Regions from separate parts of the Mus musculus genome. Here all the other regions are linked to region 2. A link is a contact called in public Hi-C data. All regions are on one chromosome and are shown on one strand. Each heading gives the region's core, a stretch centred on a gene start, on an enhancer-like site or on the middle of the called end of the contact. The rest is flanking DNA. Distances are from core to core; before and after follow the strand shown.

Region 1 (4,039 bases), core at 1,115-3,614, 6.3 Mb before region 2:
CCAAAGAAGTAAATAGATGGCTATTCCTCATGAGAGGCCTGGCTGGGCCTGGCATCTAATATTACAAAAGCTTCTTGAATGCTGCATGTGATTTCCTGTTGGCTAAAGATATGTGTATTTTATGCTGACTGTACTTTATCCCTTTCTTTCTTAGTTATGAGTATGTGACTGTGTGAACATTATAACGTAGGTGTGCTGGCATCCCCCTTCAGACAAGTGTCTGGTCCCGGAACTGGAGATAGAGGCAGTGGTGAGCCCTTGATGTGGCTGCTGGGACCTCCACTGAGGTCCTCTGCAAGAGCAACAACGAGTTGCTCTCTAGCTCCTTATCTTTATCTCCTGAGACAGGGTCTCACACAACCCAGGCTGGCGTGAACTTCTGATCTTCCTGTCCCCATCTCCCAGGCACTGCTGTTACACGTGTGCGCTACCACATCCGGTTTCATGTGGTTTGGGAGATGACCCCAAGGCTTACTGCATGCGGAGGCAAGCATTCCACCAACTGAGCTACCTCTCTAGTCCCAGCTGAGTTCATTTAAAAAGGTGTGCACCACCACTGCCTGGCTCCCCAGGAAACTTACTGCAATCATCCAACAGTGGTTTGTTTGTTTTTTTTTTTTTTCCAATCTTCCATCGTTTATTATTTTTACAGAACCACCTGCAATTGGCTTTATAATTTTATCATAGCTACGTTAATTTTTTTTTCTGCTCAAGACAGGGACTATGTTGATCTTATTCACAACTATGTTTTTAAACTCTATAGCCGTTTTATAACTGTTCTGGCAGGAGCAAAGTCATTCTAAAAAGAGGCACTTGTGAGTGTCCCCACAGAGACATGGAGTTCAACCCAGGGATCTGATGGGGAAGGAAAGGCTGACACCTGGTGCCAGTCAGAGGGAGCTTTTCTGTCTCCTTGTCAGACCCTCTTGCAGAAGGGACTGCAACACCAGGGCAACGATGTCTCAGAGATGGGAGGACCACACCGTGACTAGGGCTGCTTAGTTGTGTATACCCTCTGCTTTCTGTTGAATCTTCTGTTTCAGGACTCAACACTTGGTGTGTGGGTCACTAGACCTCTTTGCTCTTCCCAGTGTGGCCACACTGAATACATGTCTCTTTTCTGCCTCTCATTTAAGACTTGTCTTTTTTAGCCAGGCGGTGGTGGCGCACATCTCTAATCCCAGTACTTGGGAGGCAGAAGCAGGCGGATTTCTGAGTTCAAGGCCAGCCTGGTCTACAAAGTGAGTACCAGGACAGACAGGGCTATAAAGAGAAACCCTGTCTCGAAAAAACAAAACAAACAAACAAACAAACAAACAAAAGACTTGTCCTTTTAAGTGGCCTATGGAGCCTAGCTTGTTAGGGCTGCCAGGGCTGGGGGGTTCTGATCCTAGCAATTTCAGTCACCATGAGCCAAATCACACAGCGAGTCTGGTCACCCAAGAACAATCTCATATGCACTTGACTAATGACTGATGGAAGAGTGACTGGATACCCACCCTAAGCGGTATGCACAAGGGAAGGATATAGTTCCACTGTCTGTCAACTATTAAACCAACACCTTGTTCGTGACAACATCTGAGAGCGTTTTCCTGATCCTCAGTGAGGTAAATTAGAGGAGAGTGTATGCAAAGCAGGCATTTCTCCTATCCCAGTACTGACCAGGCCAGATGCGGCTATAAACTTCGGAGATCAGGGCCTTCGGGGTGGGGTGCCCAATCCTTAGCACTTCCGAAGATTCTTAATTCTGAGTGATCTATCTGCACCATGCCCTTCCTAAAAGAAATGACAGAAAGGGCGTAACACATCAACAAAGTTAGCAAGTCTTTGAGTGAACTTTCTGCCCTGTTACTATTTCAATTTCTATTTTCTAGCGCTTTATTCATGGTAGCAGCTAAGACAAGGCTGTTGAATGTACACGTGACAATAACGATCCGGTAGACCCGCATGGAGCACAAGGAGTATAGCAACAGGAGGCATGGACAAAAACTGAGGCGAGGCTAGGAATTAGAGAGCTGACACCTAGGCTCGACGGAACCTAAGGATCAAAGTAAAGCAGCTCTTGAGCGGGCAGCCCGGAGCCTCCATGGCATAAACGCCAAGGGACATAAAACCCCGCCCCACTCCGGGCGGATATGACGCCATGGACGCTCATCCCGGCCCTCTTGGCCCGGACCCGGCCTCCACTAGTGTCACTCCTAGGCTAAGATCCCGTGGCGGAACTGCGCCGTGGCAAGGCCCCCGTAGATGTCTGAGGCCTGGCTCCTGTAGTCCTCCCGCCGCCTCCGAGTCCAATTCGGTGTCGCTGAGGCTGCCTTACCAGTCCACATCGCCCGCCGTCTCTGCAGCGGTTCCCGCCGAGGTGCTTTTGAAGCCGCCAATGGCCGCTCGGGCCCCGCCCACCTGGCAAGCCCTCCGCACTGCTTCGGCTGCACGGGGGGACGCGGCTGTGGGCGCCTGATGGAAAACGCTTTAGATCCCCAGAGTCGCTGTACTCAGAGACAGGATCATGTAAATATAATTGTTCTCCGTCTCGAATTCCACCTGGCAGTCATCTCTGTGTGCTGTCCCCGCCGAGCCCCGGTGGGATGGCCCTAGATCCCCCTCAGCATGGGACAGTGGACCGGTCCAGGCGGAGCGATGCATGCAGGATGACGCATGCGCGGAGCGTCGGTGCTTGCAAGTCCTAAGGGAGCTGCGGGCTCCGTGTCGGTGACTTCTCTTTCTGTGCTTCTTGTAGGGGCTGAGTGACGGTGAGTGTCGGGTGTCCTTCAGCCTCCGGGCATCTGGCTGCCTGTGGCGGAAGGACGCGGCTCTTTAGCTTCCCACGCCGCGCTAGGTTCACCCATGTCCCTGCCCTTGGACCTTTACTAGGAACACTCTTCTTGGTGAGCCGCGGGCATGAGCTGTCACACTGCTGAGATCTGCCCGCCGCTCGCTGGCATTGCGACCTTGGGCGCGCGCCTGGTCGAGTGCGCGTACCCTGCTGCAAAACTTTGGAGATGCGTGACACTGAGGGCGCATTGAGCTAACTGTTCTGGCTGATAACTAATCTAGGGAGCTGCCGTCAAAAGTTTCTTTACTGAAAAGTCACTGGACTGGCTGGTGATGTGGGTATCTGTAAAGATCCCCCACGGTACACTTGACAAGGAAAGTAATGTTTAGGGTCCGTTAGATAGGCTTCGAGGACGACTGTGAGTGTTTTCACAATAGATGTATTAGAAGCCTCTGTTAAAACTTCTCGAAATCAAACAAAACCCCAGGCAAGGAGGGTAGGATGGTTTGCTTCAATCTCAGCTCTGGGGAGGTGGTGGAGGCAAGAATCAGGAATTCAAGGTCACCCTCAGCAACATAAGGAATTTGAGGCTACACTAGACCCTGTGTTAGTAACAAAACCCACTTTAAATGTATGCAACTTTGCCTTGGCAAAGGGATTCTCTTGACATCTTTTCTGTCTTGTACATCCAGGCCTTGGTATTTGGTTGATCGAAGTGAAAATACGCCTCTCCATTTTCAGTGTTAAATGTCAACATTCAGCAGACATTTATTTCTTTTTTCCTCTAAAATTTCCCTGGTCTTAGCAGACTACTTACCTGCCTACCTGGCACTAGTAGGAGATTGTTCCAGAATGATGCAGAGGAGGCCTATTCTTTTTTTTTTTTTTTTTTTTTTTGGTTTTTCGAGACAGGGTTTTTCTGTGTAGCCCTGGCTGTCCTGGAACTCGCTTTGTAGACCAGGCTGGCCTTGAACTCAGAAATCCGCCTGCCTCTGCCTCCCAAGTGCTGGGATCAAAGGCGTGCGCCACCACGCCCGGCAGAGGCCTATTCTTTTGAGAAGCAGTTTTAAGGTGATAGTTGAGAAATGATCATGTGTGTGTGTGTGTGTGTGTGTGTGTGTGCGTGTGTGTGCGTGCACGCCTGCCTGTCAGAAGATGCTCACTGGAGTTAGTTTTCTCCTTCCACCATGTGTGTTTTGAAGATTGAATTCAAGTCCTCATGCACTTGCTGGCCTTAATTAGTGTGTATTTTTGTATGTGTCT
Region 2 (3,550 bases), core at 403-2,902:
TGTTCTCAACTAGTGTGATTTTGATTCTTTAAGGGACATTTGGCAAAGTCTGATGACAATTTGGGTTGTCACAACTGATGGAGTACTACTGGCATCTAGTGGGTAAAGGGCAGAGGTACTACTAAAAAAAAAAAAAAAAATCACACAAGCTACAGAACTGCCCATCACAACCAAGTATTGTGCTTCCCAAATATCAACAGCACCGAGGTTAAAAAACTTTGAGTAAAGAGTCTATCCTAGTCAATGAGTGAGCACCACTCCATAGCTTAGGGCTGGCCATGTGACCATTGTACAATGACTGAAATGTTCTCTAGTCTGCACTGTGCAGCTGTAGTGGTTGGCTCCTGAACACCCAGATTATGGGTAGTGAAACTGACGTGCTGAATTTACAATTTGTACTGATTCATTACTTTGTTGTTGTTGTTGAGACTGGATCTAGCCCCGTGACCAATGCTAATCTCAAACGAGTACAGTATTTCTGCCCGAGCCTTCCAAGTGCCAAATCTCAAGCCTGTGTCACTACTCTGGTTAACTTAAATTTACATAGACACATATGGTCCGCTGTTACCAAGTTGGATGTCTTAACTCCTAATGTTTTTCTAGTTTTACAGGCTGCTGCTTTCTACTCTTCTGAAACCACCTACTCAACTGACTGTTACTAAGATTTGGCTGGGGGAAAAACACGTGCTCTCTCACATACTCAGCAAAACATTACCGAATTAAACATTCCCTATTTCGAACACCTGGAAACACCAGTGCACTATTACACACACGTATACTATTGCAGAAGCGGGGAAGGGCAAATCTTCCCATTTTCACTTGCAAGGGAGGGTGGCCTGACAATCTTCTGAGCATTGGATCACGTGCTTTGACCTATTTCTACACTTGGCCACTTCAGAAGCTGCAAAGAGAAGGCGGGACACCATAAGCAAATTCTCCACCTCCTCAGAGAGGCCACTCTCCGATCTAGCTGGCTTTTGACTGAGGCCACACTGAATGTGTCAGGTACTGCGCTAGGTTCTGCACATACCTTAAGTCAATTCATTTTCACTGCTATCTGGGAGCACCAGGAGGTTAAGACTAGCAAAGATAGGGCTCTTGGATTTCCCGCTCTAAAGCAATGTGCTAAGAGCTGAAACCGGAGAGGTCAATACCGAACCCTCGCCGCGGGCAAGCAGAACCGCTAGGCGCTGCAAAGCCAGGGCGGGGTCCCAGGAGCTCTTACTTCTCGATCTCCAGCGCTGCAACCTTCCGCTTTTCGTAGAGTTTATCATTCAGGGCCCTTACGATGTTGGGAGTGAGCGGCGCAAAATCCTTCTCTGGGTTCATGGTGGCAGCTCGCGCTGCGCCTGGGAGCCTCCAGACACCTTAGCCCGAGGTTGCCTGGGCCGTGCCAGGGCCGGGGGAGTGTGCGGCTCCGCGCGGACACCGGAGCCTGCTCATGGGCTATGCCGCCCAGGGCCCGCCTGCCTCGTCCCGCCGCCACGCGCCGCCTCGGGTCCCCCTGCTCCGACCCTGCTCTCCCACGCGCGACCCGGTCCGCCCCACGGCTCACGCGACCAGCTCCCGCCAGGAACCGGCAACGCTCACTGGGCCGCGGCCATGTTACTCAGGTCACGTGACGCCGCGAGCACTTCCGCCTTCCGCCGACCGAAGGTTCCGCCCCCCCAGGCCACGCCCTCTCGTGCTTGCTGCAGCGGATTGGCCACACTTGTCAGGGATCCACCCCACTCTTCACCTGCTGCTGGCTTCGGTGCGGGTTTTTGCTGAGAGTGAAGAGCAGGTGGTGGGAGCCGTTTCAGGCTCACTGCCAGAGCTTTGCGCAGAGCGGGGGGCTTCTGGAAACAGTTTATAGAGGGAGCCTAACTCAAATTTAATTTATGCATTAATTCTTTGGTCACTTAACAGTCACTTTCGCGTATGCCAACGTTTCCACCATTTTCACCATATCTTAACCATCTGTCTGATTTTACATTTTATTTCTGCGTGTGTGCATGCACCAACGAGCGCCTTTGGAGGCCATAGGGCAACTTGGGAGGGAGTCGGATCTCCCCACCCACTCACCATGTGGGGGTCCCAGGATTGAGCTCCAGTCCGCCAGGTTTGGCGGCAGATGCCTTTGTCTGCTGAGCCACCCCTCTAATCCAATTATTATTTTAGAGACAGGGTCTCAAACTCTCTCTATAGCTGAGGATAGCCTTGAAATCTCGATTCTCATGCCTTTATCTGCTGAGTGCAGGGATTACAGGCAAGCGTCACTACAGTTGATCTTATGTGGTGCTGGGCGTGGAACCCCGGGTCTGGTCAAGTCTACCAACTGAGTCAAACCCTCAGATTGTATTTAATACACATGTGCTACTCAGATGTGTGTGTACATATGTATGGAGATCCGAGGTCAGGTGTCCTCTTTTTTTTTTTTTTTTTGTTTGTCTGTCTGTCTGTTTGTTTTTTCGAGACAGGGTTTCTCTGTGTAGCCCCGGCTGTCCTGGAAGACCAGGCTGGCCTTGAACTCAGAAATCCTCCTGTCTCTGCCTCCCAAGTGCTGGGATTAAAGGCGTGAGCCCCCATGCCGGGCAAGGTGTCCTCTTTTGCTCTTATTTTTCCACCCTTATTGAGACAAGGTCTTATGTGTCCTAGGCTGGACTCTATGCATAGTGATTAAAAAAAAAAAGTCCTGGCTAATTTTTATGTCAACTTGATACAAGCTAGAATCATCTGAGAGGAGGAAGCCTCAATTGAGAAAATGCCTCCATTAAGATTGGGCTGTAGGCGAGCCTGTAAGGCATTTTCCTAATTAGTGATTGATGTGAGAGGGTCCTGCCCACCATGGGTGGGTCCACACTAGGCAGAGGTTGCTGGATTCTATAAGAAAGTAGGCTGAGCAAGCTTTAAGGAGAAAGCCGGTAAGTAGCATTCCTCCATGGCCTCTGCATCAGCTCCTGCCTCTATGTTCTTACTTTGAATTCCTTCAGCGATATAAGCTATATGGCGAAATGAACCATTTCCTCCCCCAAGTTACTTTTGGTTTTGGTGTTTTTATCACAGTAGTAAAAACCTTAATAAGATAATAACTGAAAGGTTAGGTTCCTCAGGCCTCCACCTTCCTTATTGCTGGGATGACAGGCGTGGGCTACCACACTGGGTTTATGTGGTGCTGAGGACAGAGTGGGAGGCTTTGTGCATGCTAGTCACCTAACTGAGCTACACGCCCAGTCCCGACCTTTTCTGTAATGAGATCTTTCACTGAACCTGAAACTCATGGATTTGGCTGGGGGGCTGACCAGGGAGCCCTAACTGGCCCGTTTCCACCTCCCTCACCTCCCAGTGCTACAGTTAGAGACCACAAGCTCCGCCTGACCAGGTGTTTAAGTGGGTACAAGGAATTTCAAGACAGGTCTTTGGGCATGTGTGGCTAACACCCTACAGGTTAAACCAACTCTCTGGTCCCTCGAATCTATTTCCTTTTAAAAGAAATCTTAAACTTTCACCTCATCCTTGCTTGTGCCCTGAAGTGAAAGATTAAAATGTTTCTTAAGACATATTAAAATAT
Region 3 (3,942 bases), core at 1,000-3,499, 5.3 Mb after region 2:
ACAGCAAAAATTCTTCTCTCCGCAAAACCTCATGCTCAGAAAATCTAGGTCCAAACACATTTCTTTCTTTCTTTCTTCTTTTTGAGGCAGGGTATTTTTGTGTAGCCTTGGCTGTCCTGGAACTTGCAATGTAGACAAGGTTAACCTCAAACTCAAAGATCTGTTCTCCTCTGCCTCCCAAGTACTGGGATTAAATGTACTATTATATTCTGGAACAAGTCACCAGCCACAGGTACCACCACCTCACTCTTCAAATGATGCTGATCCCTAGAAATAGATGTTCTGACCAAGTTTTTCCAAGATGCAAGATGGAATATAAGATAAAGAAACGAGGGCTGGAAAGATCGCCCAGCAGTTAAGAGCACTAAACTGCTCTTCAAATCCCAGCAACCACATGGTGGCTCACAACCATCCGTAATGAGATCTGACACTCCCTCTTCTGGAGTGTCTGAAGACAGCTACAGTGTACTTACATATTATAATAAATGAGTAAATCTTAAAAAAAAAAGGAACAATTCGTATATACATAGTGGGACTAAGTACAAATTAGAAACAGACACCACCGACCCCTACATACAAGTATGTAAGATTGTGCACACAAGTTACATGTACAAATTCTTTTTGTTCCTCTGTGCCACTATATTGCCCAAGAACCAAACTCAGAGAACACTGCTGATAAGGGCAAACCCAGGGACACACTGGGGACTCTTGTACCCTACAGAGTCCCAGTGACTTCCAAACTGACACCTGCTGCCTGTTTCTCTTTAAGTAGGCATCACGAACCTTCGAGAGCTGGAACTTCTTTTTGGACCATGGGTCCATGACTTAGCTCAGCCCCACCCCCCACCTCCCTCTACCCAGGCTCCGCTCACCAGCAAAGCATCTGCAGATGTCTTCATGAGTCACGTAGGCCAAGGTGTGGGGGTTAAGGAGAACAGCTGAGGCTTTTTTTTGTGCCAGATGGCAGACCACAGAAGAGACCCAATGTTTCAGCCTATGCCTTCCACACAGCCCTCAGAGGAAATTTCTGGAACCTGGGGTCCAGGTGGGTAAGGATCATGGGCTAAGGCTGGAAGAGACTGGAGCCTCCCGTCTGAATCTGACCAGGGGTTGCTGGAGCATTCTTTTAAGAGGTACAGGACCCAGAGCGCCACAGAGCAAAACCAGCTGAGCGCCCCTTGCCCACTCCCCGAGGCAGGGACTGGCAGAGGATATCAGCTGTTCTGGACGTCCTCAGTGACATTCCGGATGCTCTGCTGCACCCACACCTTGTGCTGGTCCAGTTCTTGCTCTCGTTGCTGCAGCTCCTCGATCTCTGCCTTGAGCTCAATCAGCTTGTCAGCGATCTCCCGGGTATTGCAACCTGGCCCGACGCCCCTGAACCATGGGATTGAGAGACTGAGCGTGGGATCCCTAAGATCTCTGGGTGCCAGACCCCAACTCTCTCCTATAAACATCACCATCCCCTCCCAACCCCAACACCCCTGACACTTCTGCCCTCCCCAAACAGCCCACACTCACTTCCACTGGATGCTGTTCTTGGATTTCTTCTCGATCAGACCGATGCCTTCCAGCACGTTGGTGATGTCGTAGATCCGCCGTTTCTGGCGCACAGCAAGAGTGTCGGCTGCCTGGCAGGTAGAACAGAATGGAGAATGGAGCCCCACTCTTAAAAAGTGTGCACCCTGAGATGTTTAGTCTGGAATGGGAGGTAGTCTTATGTCCCAACCCTGGCGTTCCTTCCAATCACTCCGCGAGTGTGTCGGGAAGAGTCTTGGCTTAGCTGTGTTCTGATGCTCGGCTCCCTGTCCTAGTCGCCAAGGGCCACGAGGGCCTGCACCTGCAGCCGGGACCCAGACAGAGCTGAGGCTTAATGGCTTCGGTGAATGGAAACAACCTCCCGCCTCTCTCATCAGGGTGAGAAAGCACACGGATGGCGGCCGGAGGACTCAGTGGGGCCGCCCCGCTGGCTTCCCGCTCCCGGTCCAGGCCTGGTGCCCCCATCTCCCCAGTCGCCCCCTCGGCCCGGAGCGCACCAGCTTGAGGTCAAGCACGCCGTCCTTGGCTTCCTGCAAGAGCGACACGAACTTGGTGGTGAGAAGTCCCAGACTCTTCTCGTGCCGGCTTGGAGTCCCCGGGGGCGGCGGCGCCTGTGGCCCGGCCTCCGCCATCGCGCCCGCCCGCCGCCTCCCCTCAGCCAGGCCAGGCGAGGCCGGCGGCGGCGCCACTTCCGCTTCCGTTCCTAGTCGCCGGGCCACCGGAGCTATCAAGGCTGCTTCCGCTTCCGTCTCGCGCCTTCCCAGGGTATCTGGTGCAACTCCCGTCTGCTGATCCGGACGCAAAACTCCGGGGGACCGTCGGCAAATGTATCATTAGCAAAGGAAACCAAAACAACTCCTTAGGGCAGCTAGGAAACCTGAAAAAATTGTATGGTAGGAAATGGAAGAAGTTAGTGAGCAGTACCGGCAGTTGAGAAGCGAGAACCACCCGACTCTTCCTTGCTAAGCTGCTTCTAGACTACTAACTGCCTGAACATTCCATCCAGGGAAGGGAAGCCATAAGCCACAAGCTTAGCCTATTTGCTTAAAACTTATTCTAAAGGCTTCCCTGATGTTCAGAGATAATTCCTGCTGTTCCTGTTACTTCCTGCCAAAACAGCAAGCACTAACAATAAATAGCTTGCATACTTCTATCTCTTATTTCGTTCCAGCATCATTTTTCGCTGGCCTCCATGCTACATACAGTTCACAGTGGCCAGGAGTCTTATTTCCAACCACTACTTAGTCCATGCAAAGGTGTTTGCCTGCGTGTGAATATAAGCAAAGCCTTTAAGGCATTTTCTGACACATGGGAAGAACTGTGTGTTTGCAAGTCTCATTTATTTTTGCAGTTTTTAAAGGTTTATATTATTATTATCATCATCATCATTATTATTATTGTGTGTGTATGTGTTTATGTTTGTCCACATGTGTGCAGGTGCTCAAGGAGGTTTAGAAGAGGGTGTCAGATCTCTGGGAGCTAGAGTTAACAGGCAGTTATTATTAGCTGCCGTGTAGGTGCTGGGAACTGAAGCCCTGTCCTCTGCAAGAGGAGCAAGTGCTCTGAGCCTCTGAGCCATCTTACCAGCTTGCAAGTCTTATTTATTTTTAACAGTGTTATCACTTATGGTTATGTCTTTATGACGGTCAGTCCCTCTAGGACACAAATTGCCTTCCCCAAATTGATTGATGATTCACACTTGTGAGAAAGCAGACTTCGGAAGCTCTAGTTATAATGGAGCCTGAAGTTGGGGTAGTCTTCCTGAGGTCTTAGCTGTCAACCCTTCTGACAGTAGGAAGTGAGGGTCTATTATGATGGGTGGATTTGGGTGGTGCTCCATTATATCTAGTGTCCTCCCTAGCTCCCCATCACTTACAGGAACAATGTAGCTTTTTGGATCCCTAACTGCCATCTCTCACTATTCTTTTGCCTCACCACATGTGATCTTTCCCCTACCAAGGCATATACCATCTGTGGTTCTCAGACTCGACTGCGGTTTGCTGAGGCTCTACCACATAGGGGGTCATCCTTCAAACCAGCTTGAGGCCAAATCAGCTTTAAATATGCATATGTGTTTCCGGAGTATTTAGAAGTCTAAGGTGGGCTGATCAAGACTTGGTGCTCACCGGGGGAGTCCACAGCTGCCCCCACCCAACAGGAAATGGCGCCCAGCGCTCCCCACCTCAATGCAGATGCTTTTCCTGTTGGGAATAAAGTGCCAGAGACTCAACTTCCTTCCTTTCTGCTTTGAAGGAGGGGCCTTGGGGGAGAAGTAGGGGTTTCTGGGCCGTGAAGTGGGAGAGAGGCTTCCTTGGGGAGAGGAATTTGGCTGCTGGTGCCAAAGGAGCTGGAGTCCCTCCGGTCCCGTGAGCAGTGAGGGTGTGCCCAGCTCTGCAGGAGCGA

What was found. Hi-C and Micro-C count contacts between places; a contact is called where the count stands out from the background.
Region 1: a contact with region 2 is called in a Hi-C map of B cells, with 6 read pairs. The contact joins the promoter of Cenpn here to the promoter of Vac14 in region 2. A contact is called at or near these places in 2 of 484 Hi-C or Micro-C datasets (B cells and CD4 T cells).
Region 3: a contact with region 2 is called in a Hi-C map of CD8 T cells, with 9 times the contacts expected there. The contact joins the promoter of E2f4 here to the promoter of Vac14 in region 2. A contact is called at or near these places in 2 of 484 Hi-C or Micro-C datasets (CD4 T cells and CD8 T cells).

What each region holds. Positions count from the first base shown.
Region 1 is chr8:116,920,065-116,924,103 of GRCm38.p6, reverse strand. It overlaps Cenpn (centromere protein N), which reads right to left and starts at 2,364. Exons shown (of 12, transcript NM_028131.3): 1 at 2,321-2,364; 2 at 1,663-1,776. It overlaps Cmc2 (COX assembly mitochondrial protein 2), which reads left to right and starts at 2,668. Exons shown (of 4, transcript NM_026844.3): 1 at 2,668-2,753.
Region 2 is chr8:110,616,669-110,620,218 of GRCm38.p6, reverse strand. Vac14 (Vac14 homolog (S. cerevisiae)) reads right to left here and starts at 1,652. Exons shown (of 19, transcript NM_146216.3): 1 at 1,226-1,652. The coding sequence starts at 1,329.
Region 3 is chr8:105,295,970-105,299,911 of GRCm38.p6, reverse strand. E2f4 (E2F transcription factor 4) reads right to left here and starts at 2,249. Exons shown (of 10, transcript NM_148952.1): 1 at 2,037-2,249; 2 at 1,522-1,631; 3 at 1,216-1,377; 4 at 873-916. The coding sequence starts at 2,171. It overlaps Exoc3l (exocyst complex component 3-like), which reads left to right and starts at 3,799. Exons shown (of 14, transcript NM_177788.5): 1 at 3,799-3,942.